Linked DNA regions of Drosophila melanogaster: region 2 is linked to region 1. The links are chromatin contacts, called in public Hi-C maps. All regions are on one chromosome and are shown on one strand. The core of a region is the stretch at or near the end of the contact, and the rest is flanking DNA. Distances in the headings are between cores, read along the strand shown.

What was found. Hi-C and Micro-C count contacts between places; a contact is called where the count stands out from the background.
Region 2: a Hi-C map of the S2 cell line shows a contact between it and region 1, with 5 times the contacts expected there. A contact is called at or near these places in 7 of 107 Hi-C or Micro-C datasets (the Kc167 cell line, the ML-DmBG3-c2 cell line, the S2 cell line and 2 more) and 1 of 7 datasets of targeted methods (the Kc167 cell line).

What each region holds. Positions count from the first base shown.
Region 1 is chr2L:22,979,060-22,984,944 of dm6, forward strand. It overlaps cta (concertina), which reads left to right and starts at 2,757. Exons shown (of 6, transcript NM_001273767.1): 1 at 2,757-3,534. The coding sequence starts at 3,139.
Region 2 is chr2L:23,064,975-23,071,208 of dm6, forward strand. It overlaps Spf45 (Spf45,), which reads right to left and starts at 3,412. Exons shown (of 3, transcript NM_001042961.3): 1 at 3,226-3,412; 2 at 2,171-3,170; 3 at 1,900-2,109. The coding sequence starts at 3,342. The coding sequence ends at 2,015. lncRNA:CR43242 (long non-coding RNA:CR43242) reads left to right here and starts at 4,031. Exons shown (of 2, transcript NR_048041.1): 1 at 4,031-4,287; 2 at 4,918-5,750.

The sequences.
Region 1 (5,885 bases), core at 1,507-4,006:
GTTTTGAGTTGAAATTTATAAATTGTAAGTGAAAGAAAAAAACATTTTAATGGCCCATTTGAATAATCTTATGGATATGGCCAAGAAAAAAAGAAGATACATAAGTGGGAACAAGTGCAGCTTATCCCACTATCGGAAATCTAGGCGCGATTTCCCCGCTCTTAAATTGTTTAGATTTCCTGAAAGGGATCCAACAATGCTAATAAGATGGGCGGAAAAATGCCAATTTACAGAAGATTTTGTGGCGAGCACTTCATCACTGTTTTCGCTTATAAAAAATTGTCAGATGAGAGACAAATTAGAATTAAACATAAATATAAATGTGTAAACGGTAGCTAATTCGAGCGGCGATTTTAACAAACAAATTTAAAAAGCTTTAAAATTATAATTGTCAGGGCGCAAATTTTTAAAAATTATTTTATTTTATCATATTGCTACGAAATTGGCAAAAAAAAAAAACTACCCTAATATGTACAATGTAAATTCATTTCTTCGATCAGAATTGATTTCGGCCCGAAAATCGTCTTCTAGCACAACACGCACACATATACGCGTTCCCGTCTCTTGTTTTTACTCACACAAGCAAGCAAATTCTATTTTTAGATTTCTTACGTTCTCAGCGTGAGCGAGCGGAAAGAGAGCAATTTTGGCCGTCACCAAAAAAGTGGCTGCATAGTGCCAAACCAATGTATGGCCGTTACGCATCTTGTTATTCTAGTGTCTTTGCTCAAACTGTAGGGCAATAACTTGTACGTTCGGTAGTGGCTTGAACATGATCCAATTTGGCTTAATAATCTGGTAACTGTGCATTAAGAGTGCCCATTCGGAGAGTTCTCTTTTCTTTGAGGTATAGCTTTGGATATCCTTGCAGCTAAGCAGAGTCAAAAGGGCTGATGGTGTAAGTCTCATCTCTTGGGCGGCTTTGTCAGCGAGTTTGTCAGTTGTCAGCGAGTCCGTGGATTCCTTGATGATTGGGAACCCAGAGTAAGGTGACCACAAAAGTGGTTGAGTCGTTGACTTTAGAACCATTGGTATTAATTCAGTTTTTCTTTTTCTTTCTTTTTTTTCAGCTTTGTAGATCTGAAGGCTGTTTGAAACCCCAATGTGCATAGGCAGGGTGAGGTCAAGTTGCTTGATGTAGTCAGCGCAACGTGTTAGAGTGGATATGCATTAAAAATTCAGCTTTTGCTTGAAAATGGCTCCGAAGTCATGGGTTAGCAGGCAGTTGGACGTGGTGTACAGCTTCGAGATTAGCATCAATGTAGTTTCTTCTACGCGGAATTCCGCCAAGTTATCCAACCCATAATATAAACTCTGCCCATTTGATAAGCAAATTTCACACTCCAATCTCAACAGCATTGCCTTTGCCCTTGTTTTTGTCGCCAACACTTAGCCTGCTTTTGTCCTTGTATTGTCGCCAACACTTAGCCTGCCGCAGATTGGAAGACGGTAGTCAATTTTAAATAGCATTAATGCGTGCGTAATCGTAATATCTATGAGAGTCTTAGTTATATGTACGAATATTTAGATGATAGAAATTTAATAATGTGAAATCTAGTTTCCAGTTGTTTTCTTTGAATCTGACAGTGCTGTTTGAAAAGTAGTTTGCAGTCGAAGGTCATCCCCAAATTTTTTAAAAAGTTTACATCATTTATTGTGCGGAGAGATTACAACGTTTTTTCCGTCAAATTATAATAGTTGGCATTTTTCAATGGCAGAGAGGTATTTTCGTGCAATATTTCTAAAAATTTTGTGCTGACTGTATGAATATTTTTTATTTTTGTAAAGTGAGATGTAAATATATTTTTGCCGAGTTACAATGTTATTTATTTCTTCAATTGCAATCATAAATAAAACCGCAGAAATTGGCGAACCTTGCGGAATTACATTGTGTAAAATGTTTGAATTCGATGTGACATTGTTTATTCGAACCCTGGTAGTTCCGCCGTCCAGGGCGGCCATGCTGCACCCCGGGCTATAAGACGGATGCAAAGTACAGTACGCTGTCATCAAGTCTGATCACCGCTTCCGAAATAAAGCCTTCTGCCCAGCTCTCTTAAACAATATTAAGCTTAGCTTTAATTAGTTGACAGCCTTACAAAGAATCTAAACGAATTCCAAAAATCTTAAACACAGGTGGCGAGCACGCAAAACGGAATAAATATTTATTTATTTATTTCTCTATGTAAGCTAATGGCCATGATATTAAGATTAAGATATAAAAATATTTTTTGAATCTTACCTAGCTTTAGTGTATTGGATCAACCTAATATCGAAATAAAACAGAATGCGAATTAAACCAATCAATGCTACTGTATCCATAGCAAAAGTTAAAAATGTTTTTTTTTTTTTAATTTTCATCCCATACAGGTCATCCTATAAGGGAACGTGCCCTCTCCAAAAGTCACTTCATTAAAATAAAGTTTTAATTTTAAAGAAATATTCTACAACCAATTTTTTTATTAATGTTATTGTAACTGATTTGTTTTGTTCCCAATTAAAGAATAATATTTTCTTCTCATTTTCTTTTTATCTTATATGCTTTAAAATTTAAAATTAAATTATAAATTACATTCCTGGTAAACCCGATATAATAATTTGTTTTTAATAATTCTTTACACTAAAGAGCTGGACCTGTTGCTTATAATATTGTCAAATTGGTTCACATATGGAACCAATTTCACCGAAAAACTGATCTGTGGGAACATGGTATAACAAAGTTGACACGAATGTTTATGTTTTATATACAGGCAAAAATTATTATCACCGCTGTTGTTTGCTCCATATATAATTACAATTATATTCCTAAAGAAACGTAAATGTAATGGCTGAGAGTGTCATAACCTAATAACGATCACGTTCAGTGTCTTATTGGTGTGAACTTTATTCCGGAATTTGTGTTGCGTTTAAGTCTGATGCCATGTAGAAATAATGGTTATGGCTTTCAGATGGCAACATCGCCTTTTAATCTAATATGAGGCCTACAATTAGAATATGCAGAATTCAAAAAGTGTTTGTTTATAAATTAAAGCGAAAGCAAGACGATGAGCATCTGCTGTTAGTGTGGGGAGTGTTTGACGTATTGGTGTTCGTGTGTGTATATAGAAAGTGCGAGCATCAGGCGTTGGCTTGCCAGCGATGTCTGGCATTACATTGACCAAATTAACTCAAGAACGAATTTCCATTCCAAACAACAATGTCATCACGAACGGCGTCGAAAACAACATAGATAGTGACACGCTTAGTGGTACTCTGACTCATCTTATGGAAGAGCATCGCACGCGGGTGGGAGCGGTAACTGGACCAGAAGCAGCGACCACGTCTACAGACGGCCTAATATCGAATGGAGCAGAGCGACTGCGACTTCAGGGCAGTCGGCTTCAGACCTCGCGCTTTGCTTGCTTTCGATGTTGCGGAAATATTATCACATATCTAGTAAGGCTGCGTAGTACCCCTGAGGAACTGGAGCAGCGCTACAAGTCCAAAGAGATTGATAAGTTCCTGGAAAAAGAAAAACACACCTTTCGACGTCAGGTAAGGTGATTTAGGGATATCGATTTCTAACCCTTGCTGTTGGTTATTTTATTTAAATGTTAACAACGAAGTAAAGGAGATATTCGACAAATTAAAGTCTATGTACAATGGCGGAAAAATTATAATGTGTTTAAAATGTAATTTCTGTACAATGTTATAAGCATATATTTAATTTAAAAAGTTACGTTTTTTTGCTAACAATTCTAGAATTATACGTATGTGTTCTTAATTAACAGGACTAGGCAAGTCGGTCGAGTAGTATATATGTACATACATACATACATACATACAACAAGCGCTATATATTTGTAACCGAAAAATATAAAAACAAGAGAAATCCTATAGTTGTGAGCTCCGCAAGTATAAGATACACGCTACTTAGGTAATGGAAGACTTCCTACTTCTTGAGGCCCGTCCCGTCTCGAGCACGAAACCTAGTCCCAAAAAAAGCCCGGGGCCCTGCCCAAGCTAAACACGAACAAATTAAAAAATAAAAACAATGCAATTTTTTTTAATTTAAAGTATGTCGGTTTTCTTATATTTATATTTCTTATATTTTGTAAACAAAGTTGATTGCAAAAAACTTAATATTTAGTACAGTTTTGGTGTTTTAAACATAATTTATGACAAGTTTTTATTTAAAAATATTTTTTTTTTTAAATTAGAACATTTTAAACGTGTACATCGCTCATTTAATACAATTCCAGAGGTAGAAAATAATCTTTTGCTATTCGCTGAGCTTGCCGGAATGGCAATTCAATAACTTGAGTTCACTACATTTCCAAAATTCTAACACATTTTGGTCTGAAGTAGCTGCACAGCCATTTAAATATTTTTCTATTTCAATATCATAAGAATTTAGTTGTAACTAAGTTTTTTTGAAAAATTTTTAATCCTGAAATTCTGCAAACAGTCCTAACCCCTTTTTATCTGGGCTTGCAGTTCTTAATCCTATAAAACTCCTCATCACTTTGCATTTCTGAAAGCATTGCTTTGACAGTTACAATTACATTCTCCTTAACTTTTGGCGATAAGCAACACATTTCCTTAACGGGAGAATTTAAGAAGAGTCCAACATAATGTGCCGTTTATGGTGCACATCTTTTATGTAAAGAATTTAACGTATTATTTTTCAGCTGAATTATGGTTTCAGAATCGAGCATTTCACTGGCGCACATCTTTAATACTTTCTCCGATCACAAACAAAATAGATTTATCGATATTAGAATCCAAACTGTATTCTTCCATAATTTCCTTAACGTTATTGAGGATGTTCTCGCCTGTTAGATTGTGACAAACAAGTTTAACTTTCGGTTCTGCCTGCGGGCTTTTTTCTTAGGGCACGAAAGACGAATTTGAGGCCCGAACCCAATTTTTTTGGCAAAGGCCCGCGGGCCTTGAAATAAAGCCCGGCCCGCGCTGCATCATCATTTAAAAAACATTATAATGGTCCACATTACAAAATTTTTGCCAGGCACAGTCTATCAAATACTTTTGCAAAACGGACTTAATTGTTATAGGCATTTTTTAAAATAAATCTCCATTCAAGAACAACATTTTGTTTTTTATAAGCATGCAGAGTTTTTTTCAATGACTTGTTCAAGGGTAATAGTTTCTTGTTCACAGAAAGGGTAAGGAGTTTACTTTGGGTGAGTCAGGGAATGTTTTTAAATGTCTTGTTTTTGAAAAAACAATTGAAGATATTTCATGGAATTTCTTCACCGGCCCCAACCAGGTCTAATTTTCTACTTTGACGTGTTAGTCGATTTTTCTCGGAAACGAACAAGGTTTTAGACCGATAATTCGGTTATGAGCATAACACAAACTTTTGCACATATATTTTGTTAATCCATTCATAAAACAAATTAACAATATAAATCTTGCTCCATCTCTTATATTTCGTGCAATGGAAAGAAGAGGTTTGGACAAGAGGCTAGTTTGATTAGAAACGGTCGGACAAGCATGAATATTTCGATTCGCTTGTTCATATTGATGAATAATATACATATGTACACTGCGCCTCACCAGGTTAGCGCACCTTGAGTAAAAATCTTTGATGTGAGACATTTAGAAAACTGCTTAAGCGAAAGTTTTTGAAATTTTTTCCCTTAAAAGTTGTAAAATTTCATAAATGAAAAGTTTATATGGGATGCAGTTTGTTGTTTATAGATTTTTGTTGAAATAAAAAAGAAAAACAAAAACACCAGAAAAAAAACATCAGGATAGCGCCCCTATGACAATTTAGGTTTTTTTTTATTAATTTCGAAAAAAGTTAGATGATTATCACTTAAATGTTTAAAATCTAATATTTTTAAAGAAAACTAATAATTAGTTGCTTCTCCTTTGTTTTC
Region 2 (6,234 bases), core at 2,162-4,661, 87 kb after region 1:
CAGGCAAACAAAAATTTTAGGAAAGCTAGGCAGGTGTAATTATTTCACATCTATAGACCTGGCAAAGGGTTTTCACCAGATCGAGATGGACCCAGAATCAGTTTCAAAGACAGCCTTTTCCACCAACCACGGTCATTATGAATACTTGCGCATGCAATTCGGATTAAAAAACGCACCAGCCACCTTTCAACGGTGCATGAATGACATTTTACGACCGCTCCTAAATAAACACTGACAACCGCTCAGAATAGTTTTTGAAAAACTAGGAAAGGCTTAAATTAAACCTTAAATTACAGCTTGACAAGTGTGAGTTTCTCAAGCATGCAACCACATTTTTGGGACATGTTCCAAATACAGACGGAATAAAACCAGACCCTTAAAAGATTAAAGCCATTCAGAAATACACAATTCCCACTAAACCAACCGTAAATTCATTCCAAACTTTGCAGACATAAGCCTAACCCATGACTAAGTGTTTAAAAAAGATCAAAATTGATACTACCAACCCACAATATGCCTCAGCATTTAAAAAATTAAAATACTTTACAAAGAAATTTATTTTAACCACAGACTCTCCACAAGAGTACTCTCACAATGAACACGAGGTCAATTACAGCGCAATTGAGAAATAACTTGGCAACTGTATGGGCGATTAAGACTTTAAGCAAAATAAAAACAATACTTAAGATATACAATCACAAGACCAAACACGATACCACTGGACCACTGGATACCCTGTACACATATTTCTCAACAGTGACAGAATGGTATACGAAGTCGACACGAGATACTGCCCAACACAAAAAGCCCACTACAGAAAGGCAAATTAGAAAATCCATTTAAACTAGCCTAAAATCTAGAACAGACTGACCCTGACCATTACAAAATCACTAATAGAAATAGAGTTACGCACTACTACAAAACAAAAGAAAAATAATCTACTTTCAATTTCACAGCCATCTGGTACCTGATGACATTATTGCTTATAACCAATTATTAATCGTATCCCACATACCCACTTACTTTTCACTAATAAACACAATTAAAATAATCCAATTCCATAGTCGGCTTCATTACGAAGAAAATTACTCACAACGTTTTGACTTCGACCGATTTTCTTGGCTATTACACAGTGTTTTAAACCAGATTCAATATAGCCTTTGATTTGACCTTTTTCAAAATCGGATAAAGGTTTTCCGCGGACCATTTGAGAAAAAGATTAAAAAAGATAATTTATATTTTAGAATACAAAAGAATTTAACTTTTTACAATCACGCGGTCAAACAAAAAGTAAAGTCAAAAGCGTAAAACCTATTCAGTTAAGCCAAAAAATTGAAGATTTTTTGTTGTTTTTGAAAAAAAAAATGATATAAAAACAAATTTAAGAGATCAGAAACTTTGCTATTTAACAGCTATTAATAACTGAGCTATTCATACATACAAATTTGTTTCGGATTTAAAAATAGTCAACCTATTCAGTTGAGCGGCACTGTGCATTGATTCGGCTATTACTATTTCTAAGCTAAATAATAACAACGTTAAGGCTATGCAAAACAGGAATTTTGTAAATGGAGACAATTGATAAAAAATAATAAATATTTAAAGTCTAGAAACTTGTAAAGTGAAGGGCATTTTTTGTCAAATTAACAATGCATGAGCATACGTGTGCACACATACAGTTGCCGGCTGTCACTGTATGAGCTGTTTGCTGTAAAAAAACAGCTCCGAAAAAATCGTTTTCAAAAAAATCGTATGGCGTTACGCATCTTGTTATTCTAGTGTCTTTGGTCCAACCAACATAGCATAAGGTCTAAAGCCAGGGGTATTCCACTTTGTTACCTAAACTGTGTAAGCGACCCCAACAATAAAAATATACATAAATATGGTCAAAATGTTTTTGTTTGATAGAAAGTAGTTTTTAATAGAAATTTACAAGACTAGTTCTGTGCGGTAAACATTTTTTAGGCTATCAATAACTTAGAAAAAAATAAATGCAATCTTAGTTGTATTAGTTCTAATGTAATTGGAAACATTTAAACTTATCATAGTTGTAAAACCCCGCTCGCACTTGACGTCCTCCAAAAAAACGTCCATTAAGGTCCACTACAGCTGCAAAGAAAAATAAAAGCTAACTATTTACCAAACAAAGTATTCACATATGTATAAAAACCTTTAATTGCACTTTCGATCCGCCTAAACTCTACGAATATTTTAACTGCATCTTCTGGCACAGTTCCGAACGATTCGTGAATGATTACACTGTTCACTTCCCCGTACTTGGTGTTGCATTCGTCTTTTACCTCGGGTTCCAATTCTTCGTCAACGTCCCCGGGTCCTACCATGTTGCGTAGAAGAACAACCTTGCTTGGTGATTTCATAATCTCCGTAATGCTGTATCCGATGTCACCACTCTCAGCCGCCGTGTCTACCATCTGGGGAGGAGGCATGGCCTTGTGGCTGGGACTTGTTCCTATTTGGGAGCCAATAGAAGGTGGCGACAATGCTAGGGGTGGCAGAAAAACGTCTTTTTCGTGTATGATCCGTCCACCACGTTTGGAGGTTTTCTCTACTTGAAGAGCTATGGCCATGCCCTGCTCCGATTTTCCGAGACCTTGACCATCCTTAAACCCATATTTTGCCATAATTTTGGCGGCCACCGAGCTGGCAGAATATGGCATAGTATTAGTGGCTTCACAACCACTATCAATGGACATTTCTTGGAGGGAAGGAGGGGGAGCGATTGTGGCACCTCCCTGTTTAGCTACAAGGCCCGGAGATGGCAAGTACATGTCATCATCGTTTTGCCGGTGGCCAAACCCGCTGAGCTTCAGGTTAGGGGCTGAGACTTCGTCTCTATAAAATTCTCGACGACCGACGCGTCCACGTTTACGATCTTTTTCTTTGTCATCTCGGTCTTCTCGATCACTTACGCCTGCTCGATTTTTGTCACTGCCATTACTTTTCTCTTTAAGTTTTTCATATTCATTTGGCCTTTGAGGATCGTATTCATCGGCAACGTCCCAGTCCCCCCTGTTTATCCTTTCCAGTATGGATGGAAGGGCTTTACCACTTATTAATGGTTTGGATACAACTGTAGTAATTGGAGCAAAACATGTAACTTCTGGATCTGCAAGGCGTTTGGACCTTAGATTAACCACTGGCGTCATAAGCTACATAGGGTGTATTAATAATTGTATGATCTATATCGGCAGATTGTATACTCACTGGTTTTTTGACAGCCATTTTTACTGCCAGCTGGGTCTGTAACATTTTTATTCCCGAAGACCATCCATCAATCTGGCTAGATCGAGCCCTCGTATCAATGCCGTCATACAAATCCATTAACAAATATATCAATACTAGCACCACCTTAAGATATTGATGACAACGAGCTTCAACAATGTTTTTATTTATTTTCAAGGCCCGATAGATTTAATGACTATCAACTGTTCGACTTAATGTCCGATTCACACAGAGCCATATCACTGCAAGAAAGGATGCCCTATCGGGCAAGAACAGATAAGCTACAATAGAAAAAAGTTTACAAATCTATTTATTTATTTAAATTTATTTTAAAATTTTTCTAACACAAAAAAACGCATGCGTCTATTTTATGTTGAAACTTAAGTCAACTACATGGGTCATCGAACTGTTTTTAATTTCACTGTTTTACTAAAATAAAAACTATTGCACAACGATTGCCTTGCATCTATGGCATAGTCATAGTTAGTAGAGCTTACGACTTACACGCTAAATATTATCGATATTGAAGAAAAAAATTAAGAAGAGCTTACAGTTGTTAAAAACAAGTCGTACTTCATAATGTTTTCGTTGCTTTCAAAATAAATACCTTGAAAGAAGGTATTTAATTACCTATGCACGATAAGATACTACTATCATCGAATATATAGGAAACAAACCCCTTTAAACGCTACGAAACAAGGAAAATGTTACTACTTCTATTCATGAGAGTGTGGGCGGGGCTTAAATCGAATAACTTTGTATAAAGATTTCCCATAGTTAACACAAGTTAAACTTCTTAAAACTAATAAAAGCAAAACAAGCATCAATTTTTCACAATTCAAAATTTTATGATAAATAATGCTTGAGAGAGCCAGTAAGAGCGTCGTCTGTTTAGCCGAACCATTTGATTTTGTAATGGTTTTTGTAGCGATAAATTGTGCAACAGTTAATGTATAGTGGATTGAACTGTAGTTACTCGATTGCCAAGACATAATAAATCGACTGAGAAAGTAAAGGAAGATTCCTGCGGGGAATGTGCTTTTCGTAAGTTTTGCATATCTTAGCATTTTCATTGTGTCATTTAAAGAGATTTGTAGATTAGTGTTGATCAAGATCATACAGAATTGCCAATTACATGCGGCACGGGGACTACCGATGTCTAAGCAAAGACATTCGAATATCAAGAGGTTTGTGACGGCCAAAATTGCTCTTACTCCGCCTCGCGTGAAATTGAGAGCGTAGAAGACGATTTTCGAACCGAAATTAATATTGATCTAAGAAGCGAAGTTACATATTTAAAAATGATTTAAAAATTAATGCCTTGACCATTATTGTTTTTATTCTTAATGTTATTTAAATTATTATCAACCGTTCACATAAATATATTTTATTGTTTATAATTAATATTTGTAAAATGGTACTGGAGACATACTTCAACATGAGACTGTGAGCAACATAACAGAATTAAAATTATGTTTATTATTTCAACTAATAAATCAAATGAATTTTATCTAAAATTGTGGATAAAACTTTTGTAATTTAAAAAATAAATTTAAAAAATATATATACATTTTAAAAAATGTATTTCATAAAAACTATACAAACATACATACATAGTTAAAAATGAATATTTATATAATAAATATAAATATACAACTTGTTGCTAAATTTTAGGGCACGACATGCGGATTTCATACGTCGCGAGCTGAATACTGTGAGGAGTCTTAAAACTCTCAAAAAATACAACTTAGGAAAGCTGCTTAGCAACAGCGAAGACGGCTGGAATGTGAGAGTTGTCAGGCGGCCAGGTCGAACGGAAAATAATGGACCTTGGACCCCGACAAAGTGGAGAGACCGTGAACTAACGGTATTGCGCTGGACCTTTGACTCGAGCTCTGGACGGCCAAGGCCCAAGGTCGAACGGTAACAATGCGGACTTTGGACGAGCACAAAGAGGACGCACCTTGAACTAACGTGGCCTTGTACCTGAGCGGACCGTGCACAAAAAAATAACGCGATCCCCGCGACCACCTATACCAACAAGGCGACAAGAGATTCGCGAGTGGGAACGAACAGTGAGAAAGTAAGAGTAACGCCGCGAACAGTCAACCCGTCAGTGAAAAACGCGCACCCGTCGACAAGGTAACGGTCTGTGAGAACGCGCAGGACGTAGAAGGGAATTAGCCAGTGAGCGGACATACAAGGACAATCACTCCAGGTGAAGAACGGTGCAATGCAGAGATCCGCGGAGCACGATAACACAAGAACCTGGTCAGAAGGGACAGTGGAGTCAGTGGTCGGTAAGGGTAGTCCCTGGCCGAGTGTTGCCTTAACCAGTTGACGATATACCCTGGCCCATGACATCCTAATCCCTTTCGATCCTGCACGTGTTCCGTTGTCAGGGACACACAGGAAGATGAAGGCAAGGCGTCGCAGGAGCAACGCCGCGCAGCAGACGGCGATCAGCAGTCAGCCGTGAAATACTACAATAAAGCGCCCTTAATCTGAAACTCTGTCTTCTCCTTGGTCAGGTACTCACACAAATCAAAAATTTGATGGGACGAACACAAAAACTCTCTGAGCTCGCCGCTGCAATTCGTAGCGAGTAGAACTAAACAGCTTGTTACTTTTGGCGCCCAACCGTCATTGTTTTGATCAAGCAGCCAGCATGGAGGAGACCAATTCATGTCGGAGACGAATTCTAATAGGGGAAGGGGAAAGACGAAACGGGGATCGTAATCTTCAACTCGCGAACAGAAGAAGGAGTTCGAGCAGGTACACTCGCGCAGGAAAAAGAGTTCGAGCCTGGAAAATCAGCGCCGGCCCCAAGTAGGGTATGCACCTGGATAATAGGAGCAAGAACTCAAGAGGACTGAAGCCGACTGACAGCGTGGAAAAGGCAGGGATGCAAAGCGATGGTTCCCAGCATCAGGAGCAAGGATGCCACCATAAAGCTGCTATCGATGTAAACAAAGCAAATCGGCTGTTGGC